Linked DNA regions of Zea mays: region 2 is linked to region 1. A link is a contact called in public Hi-C data. All regions are on one chromosome and are shown on one strand. Each heading gives the region's core, a stretch centred on a gene start, on an enhancer-like site or on the middle of the called end of the contact. The rest is flanking DNA. Distances are from core to core; before and after follow the strand shown.

What was found. A called contact is a pair of places that touch in the nucleus more often than the background predicts.
Region 2: a Hi-C map of ear shows a contact between it and region 1, with 1.9 times the contacts expected there. The contact joins the enhancer-like site here to the promoter of LOC100383635 in region 1. A contact is called at or near these places in 4 of 25 Hi-C or Micro-C datasets (bundle sheath, ear, endosperm and 1 more).

What each region holds. Positions count from the first base shown.
Region 1 is chr2:234,552,673-234,559,814 of Zm-B73-REFERENCE-NAM-5.0, forward strand. LOC100383635 (harpin binding protein 1) reads right to left here and starts at 2,354. Exons shown (of 3, transcript NM_001176283.1): 1 at 1,977-2,354; 2 at 1,483-1,849; 3 at 965-1,404. The coding sequence starts at 2,213. The coding sequence ends at 1,190. It overlaps TRNAP-UGG (transfer RNA proline (anticodon UGG)), which reads left to right and starts at 617; the gene lies at 617-688.
Region 2 is chr2:234,696,458-234,703,176 of Zm-B73-REFERENCE-NAM-5.0, forward strand. No RefSeq gene overlaps it. Among protein-coding and RNA genes, the nearest start is that of LOC103648144, 92 kb to the right of the region's middle. Within about 2 kb of position 5,459, at least 18 of the 20 cell types and tissues checked have an H3K27ac peak or open chromatin away from gene starts, as enhancers often do. A contact at or near this core is called in bundle sheath, ear, endosperm and 1 more, where this site is marked.

The DNA.
Region 1 (7,142 bases), core at 1,104-3,603:
ATTATACCTAATAAATAATAAAATTCTTTTTTTATTTCTTCACATAAGATAAAATAAAAGTTCAAATCTAATATATTAGTAGAGTAAATAGTGAAGTACATATCTAGCAAAGTGCTTGTAAGTTGCTACAGTTTTATTTATACTTGAGGATAAATATAAAACCATTTATGTTTGAATATAGAATATAAACGGCAAAACATATGTGTTGCGTTGGTTGGATCAGTGTGAATACGGGTTTGCAACTAATAACCATAGTTCGAATCCACCTTTGTGCATAAATTTAGCTTTTTAACCATTTAAATGTGGGAGAACAAGACGACGGTAAAAAACCGTAGAAACTAGTGCTTTTTATATAGTAGAGATATATAATTTAAAAAAACCATGACTTTTGGTAGTTTGTTATACAGTGATTGCACAGGAAGCTTAACCCAACAGTCGTTTCTGTCCATACAAATGCATTACATTAGTTTTTGTTACTATATAATCCACCACTTAAAAAAATCTATAGCAATCCCAACAAATGAACAGTCATTTGGTACGGTGATACAAGTCTTTTAGAAGTTCCAAACAATTTCGTACCGTGTTTATTCAATATAAATCAACAAAGTTCCAAACAGGGCATTTGGTCTAGTGGTATGATTCTTGCTTTGGGTGCAAGAGGTCCCGAGTTCGATTCTCGGAATGCCCCTTTTATTATATTTTTGGTTTTTTAACGTTCAAAACTAATAAGATTGGCTTAGTTAAGACCGGTTTTGGTTTGCAATTTTCCAGTTCTATGCATCTAACTTTCTACAAATTTTACATTATAATATCAGTTAATATCCTAGAATCAATTCATGGAAGACCGAAATGTAAGATGAAAGAGGATAAATAAAATATTATCATCAAAACTGAGATGAAAGGGGTAAGCAAAAAAAATACCAATCAGCTCCGCTACCTTCCCTGTTTCTTAGAGGTGCAATTTGCAAGGCAATCAGTTCAAATTATAAATTAACAAAGTAAATAAGGACGGAGCAAGCATGTAAACCACACAAGATAGTTACTAAGTTAATCGCAGATTCAGTTCACGGAAGAACAGAACGGTATACATTGGTCAGACGAAGAAACCAACAAATCTACTGGAGCAACAGGGAGGAAGAAGGATGGCAATCTCACGGACCAGCAGAACGGCGCCGCAAGCGCGATCAGGTCACGCGATGACAAACACCCTGAGCTCCCCCCTGTCCCCGCGGGTGACGCGCGTGTCGTCGTCGAGGTAGGTCACCTCGAACTCGCCGCTCCCGGTGTTGGACGGCGGCCGGAGGTTGTCCGGGATGCGGGGCACCTCCAGCGGAGGAAGCTGCGACAGGTTGCCCTTGGTCTTCACCGTCGTCTTCTCGAACGTGATCTTGATGCCCGAGGTCCCTGCAATGTCCGTCCGCCATCAGAGTTGGGATGGGATGGGTGGCAGAGGAGGGCAGGACTGGTGGACAGTGGACTCACCGATGATCTCGAACTTGTGCGCCAGCGTCGCCGTGGCCTCGAGCGGCGGCAGAGGCCACGGCGCGCCGAGCTCCAGCTCCACGATGTTGTCGAAGTCGCGGCTCACCACGTCGATCCGCTGGAACACCTGGCCGAGCGTGATGGGGAGGAGGCGGCCGGTGGGCGGGCCAGGGCGGCTGCCGCCGAGCGTCCGCGAAGAGAACGCGCTGCTGTACAGCAGCCGCCACCGGCCCTGCAGCTTATCGAGGTCCCTGCTGAGGTCGACGGGGCACCCCGCCGCCGCCTCCAGCTCCCGCGCCGCCGCGTCCGCGCGGTCCAGGTCCTCCTGGCTCGCTGCCAGGCCACGGTTCAGCCCGGACACCGCGCTCTGCGCAAGTCACCCAAGCAGAGCACGAGCGATCCGTTCGCAATTCAGTCACACACGGGCCAACAACAACAAAAAAAAAACGCTAGGATGTGAAACAATAACCACAAGTTGCTGGATAATCACCGACCAGGAGCTTGATCTTCAGCGAGGCCACGTTGTCGGCGCCGGCGTCCGCGTAGACCACGGGCGGCGGCGGCGCCGCGGCCGTGGCGCGGATGGACAGCTCCCGCCGCCGCCGCCGCTGCCTGTAGCTACTCCGGCTGGCACCGGCTACCCAAGGCGCGCTCTTGACGCGGGCATGACGAAGCAGAGCGCTGCTCGACGCGGTCGCGGCGCAGCAAGACGAAGACCACGTCGCGGCCATGGCCACGGGGGACGGACGGGCAGCGGGCACGTCTGCTTCGGGGAGGTCGTGCGGTGTGGCGCGCAGAGCAAAGAGGGAACGAAGAGAATGGCTGCCGGGCTAGGGTTTGGTTGGGCTTGGGTATTCGCAGGAATCACAGCGAGCGCTCGAGATTTTCCATGGCGTTCTTGAACCAGCAGAGAGAAAAAGGCGAGTTTTTTCCCCCCTTTCTTCCGGATGAGAGGGATCGTGGCGGGAAGAATATTTGTGGTGGGAGAGAGAGACAGCGAGTAGCCGACTCGCCGGGTCGGGTCAGCATCTCAGCGTGCGGCAGCTGAGTGGACGCGTACGGGGTGGATGCGCTTTGGCACATTGCGCGGCGGCCTTCTGGAATGTTCCGTCGACACGGCTATTTCCTCTTTTTTTCCTGAGGCAGACACGGCTGTTTCCTACGTGGCCGTTTCACGTTGCAGTTCAACTTTGCTCTTCCAATTCTTCTCGTTCATTCAATAAGAAAATCTATTTTTTATTCCGTAAAGCCGGTTTTTTACTATTGGAAATCAGTTTTCGAGGCAACTAGTGGTTTGATGATTTACTCTAGTAATGTGAATGAGATCGAGCAAGTCATGTCCAAGATTGAGCATGAGTGATAACATAGAAAATGTTAATAATGGACATATAGAATAATCAAGTGTTCAATATAGAAAGAGAAAAAAAAAACAAAATGCAATGTCTTAAAGCAAAGATATAGCTAAGGTCTAAGGATGAAAATGGGACAGATATAGCCGGATACAGGGTTATCCCGTATCCTACCCTAATGTATTTCTCTCGGATACGAGACCGGATACAGATAGTTAATTCGGGACGGATATAGGACAGGACCGGGTAATAATCCGGGCGGGTAAGAAACAGATAACGGATACTACTCGGGTAGGTACCAGATAATTGTCGGGTAGTTCGTCCCGATGATATTAATTGTCCAACCATACAACAAATACATAAATTAAGCAATACATAATCATGTATATGATAGATCAAATGTAGGAAAGGAAACCGATAAAATTGACATCATGCAATTCAAAGTTACTAAGCACGAGGACATTGTAGAACCAACACCACAATATTAAAAATTCATAAAATATTCTAGTTTCACTCAAAAATTGCAAATAAGTTACAAAAACTAATAAGCATTTTAACGAAGATAACTCAAGTCCTCATATAAAAATGATAAAATAAAGTATTGATTATGTTGAAACTTGATACTTACAGTGATTTCACATGTAACTCATACAAATAAGTGAAAGTGAAATGAAAGAAACACGGGCATCTTATAGATCTTATGATCCAAACATTTTTATGATTATATATGAACATATGTTATGCCTCCGTAAAACTTAATGATTTTTTGAGGCTATTTATACATCTATTAATTTCTTGTCATGGAAAATCATCAAAATACAATTAAATCCATAAAATAATGTAGCGTCGATTGAAAATTGCAAATAAGTTACAAATACTAATAAATAGCTTCTACAAAGATAACCTTAAGTTCCCATGTGGAGATAACATTAAGTCCCCCACATAAAAATGATAAAGTATATTAATTTGATATAAATTTGGACCTTATTTCAATGATTTTGGCCTAAAGATATGTTTAAACAAAAATTGATGTACTATAAAGTTATAGATCTCTTCGAGCTCTATAATTTTCATATAAACTTTATCTTCATCCGGTTTCATATGTAAAAGTTATGATTTTATAACTATATTATTATACAGGAAATGAAAAAACGGGTACCCGAATTCCGGGTACCCGTATCCGACCCGACTATCCGGGTATTTACCGGATAGTCCTCACTTCGTATCCGACCTGAATCCGAAGCTCCAGTATCCGGGTATTACCCGTATCCGTCCCGGATATAAAAATACTCGAATCCGTATCCGAAAAAACGGGTATTTGCACTATCCGTATCCGGTACCCGACGGGTATACCCAACCCGTTTTCACCCCAGTAAGGTCAGTGGCGGACTTAGGATTTAGCCACATGGCATACGATGCAAAAAAAAACTCCATCATTTTCAAAATAATAGCTGTTTTAGCTCTAGATTTTTATATCCATATTCATATGGATGATTATGAATCTAGACATATATATACAACATATACATTAATTATTGTATGAATCTAGTAAAAAAAGGTAAAACGAATTTTAATTTAGGATGGAAGGAGTATTATGCAACTCGGTAATTCATTTACAATTCGGTAAAACATTATTTTAATTCGGTAAAACGATAGTATGACAACATATCTTTATACAAATTGTTCAAATGAAATACAAATACTCTAAAATATAGCTATAGAAGGGACTTACAATATTACTTGTTGATCCTCCGTTTTCTCAATGACATGAATGTCTCAACTACATCATTTTCATGAACTTGGAAGAAAATATCCCGCTCAATAAATGTGAGTAGACAATCATAAAAAATGGTATGACCTAGCTTATTTCTTGATTTGGATTTCACTATAACCAATGCAGAAAATACCCTTTCAACACTCGCAGTTGCCACCGGTAAAAGCAATACCAATTTGAGAAGCAAGTACACCATATCTTACACTTTGTGTCTCTTTGTTTTAACAAGCTTAACTGAGAGAACAACTAGACCTTGGAATTGTTCATCTCGTTGCATGTCATCAATATAATTATCAAGTTGCAATTCTAGTTGTAGCAAATTGTTTTCGGAGAAGTCATTAGGATAAAGTTCAGCCAATCTACGTACCTTATGTGCATCAAAAGAAGTAAAGGAGTGGGAAGGACTAAATGCTGACATACAAGAGAGTAGCTCCATGTTAATCTCATCAATTAGATTATCAAGCTCTTGACTAATTTGATCAATGACACCAATGTATACTTCTCTTCTAAAATGGTCATCATTTGTTTGGTTTCAGGCATGGGCATACCTTGCTGATTTTCCATAAGGCACATAAGCACCATCCATAGCAGGAACTTTGACACCATGTGTAATACAAAAAGAAGTGACATTCTTTAGAAAACTACCCCAACCATCAGACCTCAAATGTTGCATTCTGCTCTTTGCCACATTAATAAGTGAGATTGCATTAAGAATATCTTGATACCTTCTCTGCAAACACTCAGATAGCTCATTTGTGTATCCAAGAATAACATACATTAAGTGCACAAAGAAAACAAACTCAGGCTTCAAATGCTCCAAGCACAAAATGAATCTTCATCCAATCATCCTTATGTGGAGTATCAACACCAAGATCAATGAGCACATCATGGATTGAGGAATACATAATGATGATGCTACATGTAGTTTTGTAATGCGAGCCCCACTGAGTGTCACCAGGCCTAGGCAAACCCATCTCTTGATTTAATCCACTCCATGATTCAAGCTCACCACACTCTAGTGATTTCTTGACATTCTCAAGCCTAGCATTTTGAAGCATACCATGTCGCTTGCAAGAAACCCCAACAATGTTCAACAAGATAGATATTTGATAAAAAAAGTCTTGTAGTCAATATTTCCCTTGGCAACAGATACAATAACTAGTTGGAGTTGATGTGCAAAGCAATGAATATAATAAGCACAAAGCGATTCTTGAATGATTAATGCTTTTAGCCCTTTAATATCTCCTTTCATATTGCTAGCACCATCATAACCTTGACCTCTAATACGAGTCATACTCAATCCATGACTAACAAGCAAACCTTCGATTGCTTCCTTAAGTGACAAAGAGATAGTATCATCTACATGAACTACTCCAATGAAGTGCTCACATGGCCTTCCAAGTTTATCAATATAACACAATCAAAGAGCTAGTTGTTCTTTATGTGATATGTCACTAGATTCATCTACTAAAATTGCAAAGGGCTCATCTCCAAGTTCCTTAATTATTATTTATAATTTCTATGGCACAACAATGAATAATTTGCTTTTGTATCTTTAGGCTAGTCAAAGTGCAATTACCTGGTGCATTGTTCAAGACATACTTATTCACTTAATCACTATTTCTTGCAAGAAACTTCAAAAATTCAATGAATTTGCCTCTTTTGCTAGACTCTTCACTTTCATCTATTGGGGTTGTCCTTCTCTGCCGAAGGTCCTCAGAATGGAGGAAACCGTTTTTGATTCATCTTAATAGGTACGTCGAAGGACTAAATTCCAAAGCTATGGCAGATACGCAAGGGATACAACAGAGCTTCAACAAGAATCAGAGCTTTAGCTTAAGGTGATCCTGAAGATTATACAAGAAACTAAATCAATAGTGAAGAGACCCATTTACCCTTGATATATGTATTATGACAATGTATAAGCATTAGGGTCATAATTGTACTTCTGCTTGGGCTGCGTCCCATACCTATAAATAGATGAACAGTACTCTCGTACTATTCACGCTTTCATTGGAAGTCATTCCTGCATTATTTCCTTCAAGCAAGCCGAAGGTATTAATGTAAAATAATACTTATAATGTTTCTTTTGTATGTGATTCAGATTATGACATTATCCTAACATGCCAAATGGAATAAATATCTATTATAATATTACATTGTAATATTACCTTTATGAACGGTCTTCATCTCCTTCGTCCGAGAAACATTATATTCGAAAGAAGATAAAGCTTCGAAGGACGAAGGTCCTTAATATTTAATATCTATGTTGTCTTGTTTTTGATACACAACAATTGAGAACAAGTAAACAACATCATCATGTCCACAAAATGCCAATCCTTGATGCAAAAGAAACTTGACACGTATAAGTGAATATGTTAATTCTTTTTGTAAAGACAAAGATCCTCGTCAGTCCACTTGTCAAAGTGATAATAAATTGCTACCTTGGGATTTATAAAACCAATGTACCTATCCTGAGCTGCATTGTGTGCCATAGAACCACTATGTTTGAGAAGTGCTTTGTTCTGTATTCCAAT
Region 2 (6,719 bases), core at 4,209-6,708, 150 kb after region 1:
ATGAGGCCATCCCTCAAAAAATAAGGGACGGGGTCAGCCCAGGGTTGATCCCGTCCCATCCCTCGTTGACACCGAACCAAACACTACCTAAGTCCACTACAAGGACCACCACAACTTGGTGTCTTTTGTTTTGATTACAAGTGAATTGAGCACAAGAAAGAATGAAGAAGAAAAGCAATCCAAGCGCAAGAGCTCAAATGAACACAAATGTTTCTCTCTCTAGTCGCTAATTTGGTTGGAGTGATTCCGGACTTGGGAGAGGATTTGATCTCTTTGATTGTGTCTTGTATTGAATGCTATAGCTCTTGTATGGTGTTTGAAGGCTGAAAACTTGGATACATTGAAGTGTGGTGGTTGGGGTATTTATAGCCCCAACCACCAAAGGAGCCGTTGGTGGAGGCTGCTGTCGCATGGCACACCGGACAGTCCGGTGCGCCAGCCACGTCACCCGGGCGTTGGATTCTGACCGTTGGAGCTTCTGACATCTGGGCCACCGGACAGTCCGGTGGTGCACCGGACAGTCCCTGTTCACTGTCCGGTGCGCCTTCTGACGCTGCTCTGACTTCTGCGCGCGCAGGCACGCACTGTAGCGCATTAACTCCTCGTTGCAGACGACCGTTGGCGCTGTGTAGCCATTGCTCCGCTGGCACACAGGACAGTCCGGTGAATTATAGCGGAGTGGCTCCCAGAATTCCCGAAGGTGGCAAGTTCAGACTGGAATTCCCTGGTGCACCGGACAGTCCGGTGCGCCAGACCAGAGCACACTTCGGTTGTCTTTTACTCTCTTTGTTTGAACCCTTTCTTGATCTTTTTATTGGTTTGTTGTGAACCTTTGGCACCTGTAAAACTTATAATCTAGAGCAAACTAGTTAGTCCAATTATTTGTGTTGGGCAATTCAACCACCAAAATCAATTAGGAAAAGGTGTAAGCCTATTTCCCTTTCACCGTCTCCATGGCATGTTGTACGACCTCCCGGGCGGCGTCTTTGATGTCGGCAACCACCGGGCGCAGGCCTGCTGCTCACCCTTAACACAGTGGCAGTAGACTGGGAACAGCGGCACTGGCGGCGTCCCGGTGCTACAGCTTGCCGGCGGCGACGACCTCCTCGATGCGTGCGCCAAGGCGAAGGTGCCCCCACTGATTGGAGGCGGTGTCGAAGCCATTAAAGCCAAAGTGATGGAGGCGCGAAAGATGGAGCCGCAACTCAGCTCGCTTTTCACCTCATGGAAATGGAGCTAGACCAGTTCATGGAGGTTTACCATGGGATGCTAGTGAAGATGGAGCCGCAGCTCAGCTCGCTCTCCACCTCCGGAAGGCCGCTGCACGACACCCTTTCGCCCGGGCGCTAGCGGAAGAAGCACCACCCCCACGAACATCTCCCGGAGGTGAGCAAAGATGGCCGCCTGGAGGATGGAGCGAGGCGTGAGGTGCTAAAGTTGGAGGCCGAGCCCCTCCAGTAGCGGCAGGAAGAAAGGCGAAATCGGCAGCGCCAACCCACAGGAGAAGTTGGAGATGAAGAGCACGAACTCCTCGGCGGCGAGATCGCCGAAGGGAGTGGCGCCGGCGTGGATCCTTCCGGTGAACGCCGGCGCACCCCATCCGAGCAGGTTGCGCACCAAATTGAGTGCCACCTCGGACTGGAAGCACTCGGGAGGGTATAGCAAGCCCATGGCGACTACGGCGGCAGAAGAGCGCAAATGCAAAGGGCGCAGCGAATGGAGAGAATGCGGGAGCATAACCGCTGCACACGGGGTGAATCCCTTTTAAAGGAAGACTCCCTTGATCGCGCCCCGAGGCGCCGCGGAAAATCCCGCCCGACGCGCACCGAGGCAACCCAGCCTATGACACGGGGGCCCGGGCCCACAAGTCACTCAGCTGGTGTGCGGGTCTCCGAGTGCAAAGAAGGCGAACCGCCGCGCAAGGAGCGAACCGCCGTGCTTCTTCATATCCACCGAAAGCAACAGCCCAACCTCTATCATGGGGGCCCGGGCCCACGGGTCATACTCCTTGGGCGTCGGTCACCGAGTGCGAAGAAGGCGAACCGTCGCGTGAGGAGGAAGCCACCACCCGCGGTAGTGCGCCTCTCCATCTCCACCAAAAACAACGGCCCAGTCTCTGGCACGGGGGCCCGGGTCCACGAGTCATACTCCTTGGGCGCTGGTTCCTGAGTACTGAGAAGGCGAACCGCCACGAGGAACGAACTGCCGCCCGCGGTAGTGCGCCCCATCATCTCCGCCAAAAACAATGGCCCAGTCGCTAGCACGGGGGCCCGAGTCCATGAGTCATACTCCTTGGGCGCCGGTTCCTAGGTGTGGAGAAGGCGAACCGCCGCTCGCGCTAGTGCTGCTCCGCCTCGGGGCCGCCGCAGAAGACAGAGAAGGTAAATTTACAAAGCCAATGCAGCAGTATCGAGGCGCCTCGCGCGTGGTCTGGCGAAACCATCATGCGTGGGGGTCGCGGGTTAGTCAGCCGCGGGGACAGACATGGCAGTTGGCGTGACCGAAGGCGGACTGGCAGTGATTTCGTCAGCAAGCACACGGAAGCGGCGCGCCAATCGCCAACCAAAGCTTTGGCCCCACCTGCAGGCTCGTATCCTCTCCTGAGGTGGGCCCGGGAGCCACTGTCGGTACCTTGAAACAGGGGTACCCCTTACTATAGTGTGAAGGCACGGTGCCCGCGCGCCTATCTCTAGTCGCGTGGAGGACAGCACCCGACCCCACCACGTGGACGGCTTTGGGGCCGCCACGTGGCCTGAGAAGACGACGTACACCAAGGTATCAACAGTGGGTCCGGACCCCCGCAGGAAACTGTCGGACCCCTGTATACACAGACCGGACCTCCGGGCGAGGTCCAGGACCTCCACGGGTACAAATCGGACCCCTGGGATGGGTCCCGGACCCCTCGGTGTGGGGTCCGAGCCACTCACAACAGGGCCCCGGGATTCTGGGACAAAGAGTACCCGGACCTTAATCAAGGCCAGGCGGGGGTCCGGAGCCGACACGTGTCCGGACCATACCACATACGCCTCTGCTCCCCGCTCAGGCAGAGACCCGATGCTGCCACGTGGCCAGCTGCCCGTGACGTAAGCCAGCGGGCGGAGCCTGACGTAAGGCCTCTAGGGTTGCACTTCCTCTGCATTTATTGCAGATAAGGCGCGTCGCCTGTCAAACTGGCAGGTGATGTGCCGCCTTAATGAGCCCTGTCCACTCCAATGGTAGGCGATGTGCCGCCCCAGCATTTAATGTGTCATGTCCACTCCACTGACGGGCGGCGTGTCTGTCCATTCCGTTGGCAGGCAGTACGCCCATGCTGCCGCATGCGCTGTACTCATCATGACTCGCGTGTTTCCAAGGGTGCTGCTCCGAGATATCAATATTGTATGCACTACGGATATTACGGTGCTCAGAGATCTCCTTGGCGTTAGAGGCAGTAGTACCTTCCTTCCTTCCATTTGTCCCTGGGACCACATGTCGAGGCTCAATATCCTTGTATGTGCCCGCTTGAGCTATAAAAGGGAGGGCACACTGCGTTGCAAGGTAGACCCAACTTAGGCTCAAGCTCACTTAGACTCTCAAGTCTCAAGCTCAATACAGCACACAGTGGAGTAGGGTATTACGCTCCGGCGGCCCGAACCACTCTAAATCCTTGTGTGTTCTTGTGTTCTTCCCGTTTCCACCTAACAGGCAAAACGTTTAGGCCCCTCCTCATCTTAGGATTTAGGGTGGGTGCATTCCGCCACCCGGCCGGAGAATTCCCTCTCCGACACTCACATATTTGACCAGTGTATAGAAAATAGTGTCACTTCTTATTTACTTAATACAATTTATGTATAAAATAACTAAGCAAATTACACCATATGATGACAACGATCTCCGCAATCATAGTTGACTGGGAGACGACGGCCTAGACCTCTCCGAACTCATCTTCATGATTCTCCTCCGATGGTACCTGTTTTTGACCTAATGTGATTATAGCAAGGGTGAACTCTCATACGGTCATCGGTCAGCAAGTGTGGTAAAATGTAGTGTAAGGCTTACCAAGGATGTGGTTGAGGCTGAGCATAGCTTTTAACATTGTTGGTCATAATTTTATTATCAATTACTAAGTATAAGTAAATATTATCCCAATTAAATAATAGATCATAATGAAGAATAAATCTCACAATGCAATGCATGACATGTTAGATTTAATTCCATAATTTACTCATGTGAGGATCTGAGCCGCTCATGATCGTGAGTACGGCTGATATACCAATTTTACACTCAGCAGAGGTTGCGTATCTTTACCGACAACTCGTGTTTCCCGTCTAGCTCGGGTTTGTAAGGCCCTTAGACACTTCCAAGGTGAATGGCTAGGGATCCACTATGAGGCCTTTACTAAGTTCTACTAGCTTGAGAAACTCCTCTACGGTTTTAGGCAGAGGGGGTATAGGAATCCCTCGTCTGAAAAGCTATCACATATAATTCGACTCGAGAACCTCCCTATACTTGCGGCAACTCCTCGTCGCTTGCCCCCTTTCGAGTAAGGTTATCCCTCACTAGCTTCCCTAATTAATCAACCAAAGACGTTCCATTCCACCATTGAGGTAGCATTGTTGTCTCAAGTGGTCGCTCCATGATCTGATTAACAACAATGATCTTATCATGAACAATAAATAATTCATTGACAATAAAACATGATCATAATTCAGATATAATATTATTTCCAAAACTAGGTAGAGCAATAGCAAGACTACCCAATAATTCATTTGCATGCAATGTGTAGGGTAAACAAGACTAGGTAACCTATTAGGTCGCATCAAGTTAACATAACTATGCCATGGTGGTTAACAGAATCATAAATATTATTAGGTCAAATAATGTGATGAAGGACACAACTTGCCTCTTTGGTGCAACTCTAGGTACTTCTCAAAGTTGGGCTCTAGATTCCTCGTAATCCCGCTTCTACTCGTAGCAATACATACAAATAAGTAAATAATAAATACAAATAACACTACGCCAAACATGGAATCAAATTGTGTAATAATGTTCGATGCATCGACATGAATCTGTAGGTTCGAGAACCACTAAAATCGGAGCTAAAACGTGGAAGATATGGATTTTCTAAGTTTTATCAATTATTTTTATACATAAAATCAGTTTTCGGAATTAATTTTATAAGAAATCAGAAATTCTTATACCGTGGATCTAATTTTAAATATATATAGGGTCTGTTTTATAAAAGTCTGGACTAAACCGCGATGATCGTTCCACTCGTGTGGATGGCGGGTGGAATAGACAAGTTCTCAAGGACTCTTAAAGAAAACCGCCATAGCTAACTAATGTCATCTCCTCTGGACCGACGGATCCATGATCCACAACACCGGTCAAAGGGCCGAAACATTATGCCACGATCTAATTCTATCCGTCGGTTCCCGATTCAACGCACTGGATCTATTTGACCGAAGCGTTCCCCAAGATTTAATCGTGGCCGTTCATTCGGGATCCATCGACCCCGCAATCATCCCCTTCTTCCGATAGCCAGGCACGGTGGAGCGAGCCAGCCATGGCGAGCACACCGGCAAGCCCTCCTCTTTAGGCTCTAGCACTCCAACCCCCACTCCGGTTAGCGCTACGCGAAGAGTGGAATAAAGTGAATCATTCTAGAAGCTTCTCACCTTCGATTGGAGTGTCGGGCATGCAGACCATGGAGCATTGCGGCCCCACTGCAATGTCGATCCCCGGCGAGCAATCTCGTGCACGCCGACGGCTCTTCTTGCCCGGTTGTGCCTCGGACACCACCCATGCGCCCCACCCAACCTCCCTAGTGCCCTCGAAACCCCGATCCGTACGACGACATAGGCGAGGAGATAGCTATGACAACACACGGATTGACATCGGCGGTGATCCCCCCTCTCTCTTTTCTCTCTCTGCTCGTACTCGCAATAGTTTTGGAACTCGGCACGAGCTCGAATTGTTCTATAGCGAGACGGCAGAGGGGCAATGGTATGTATAATCACTGAGGCTTTGTTTGAGTATTCTAGTTTTGGCCTCAATCTACGTGTGTTGAGGTGAATTGGAGTGTAAATTAATTTAAGGTAGTGTTTAGTTACTATGGACTAATTTTTAGTCCCTCCATTTTATTCCACTTTAGTCTATAAATTGCAAAATATGGAAACTATAATTCTATTTTAGTTTTCATATTTGACAATTTAGTGACTAAAGTGGAATAAATTAGAGAGACTAAAAATTAGTCTCTAAAACCAAACACCCCCTAAGTTACACCGGGGGAATTCATTAAACAGCACCGATCTATCACAGTGTTCAGACAATAGCACTAAAAATCCATGTCTCCATAAAACAGCATCGGTTTCACCTAATAGATTTAGAAAATAGGACTCCTTTGAGTTCTGCTGCTTTCTTCATATACAGATAGACCTAATTGTCCCTGTAGCATTAAGGTCTCCCTTATATCCCTTCAGTCCAAACAAAACTATACAAATAGACAGGCAAATACGAGTTCCATTTTAGTAATGCTAAGCAGAGCGTATTGCATATAAGCATGATAGACCCACATGACATACAGGTTGCACGTTATATATTTATAACCAAGTTAGACATTCAAACATCTCAAAAGAACTACTCCATGTCGCATGGTTTATAAAATATCACACAATTCCATGTCGGAGTACTAAGCCATCTCATCTTAGATGGTGATGCTAAGCTACCAATTACAAAAA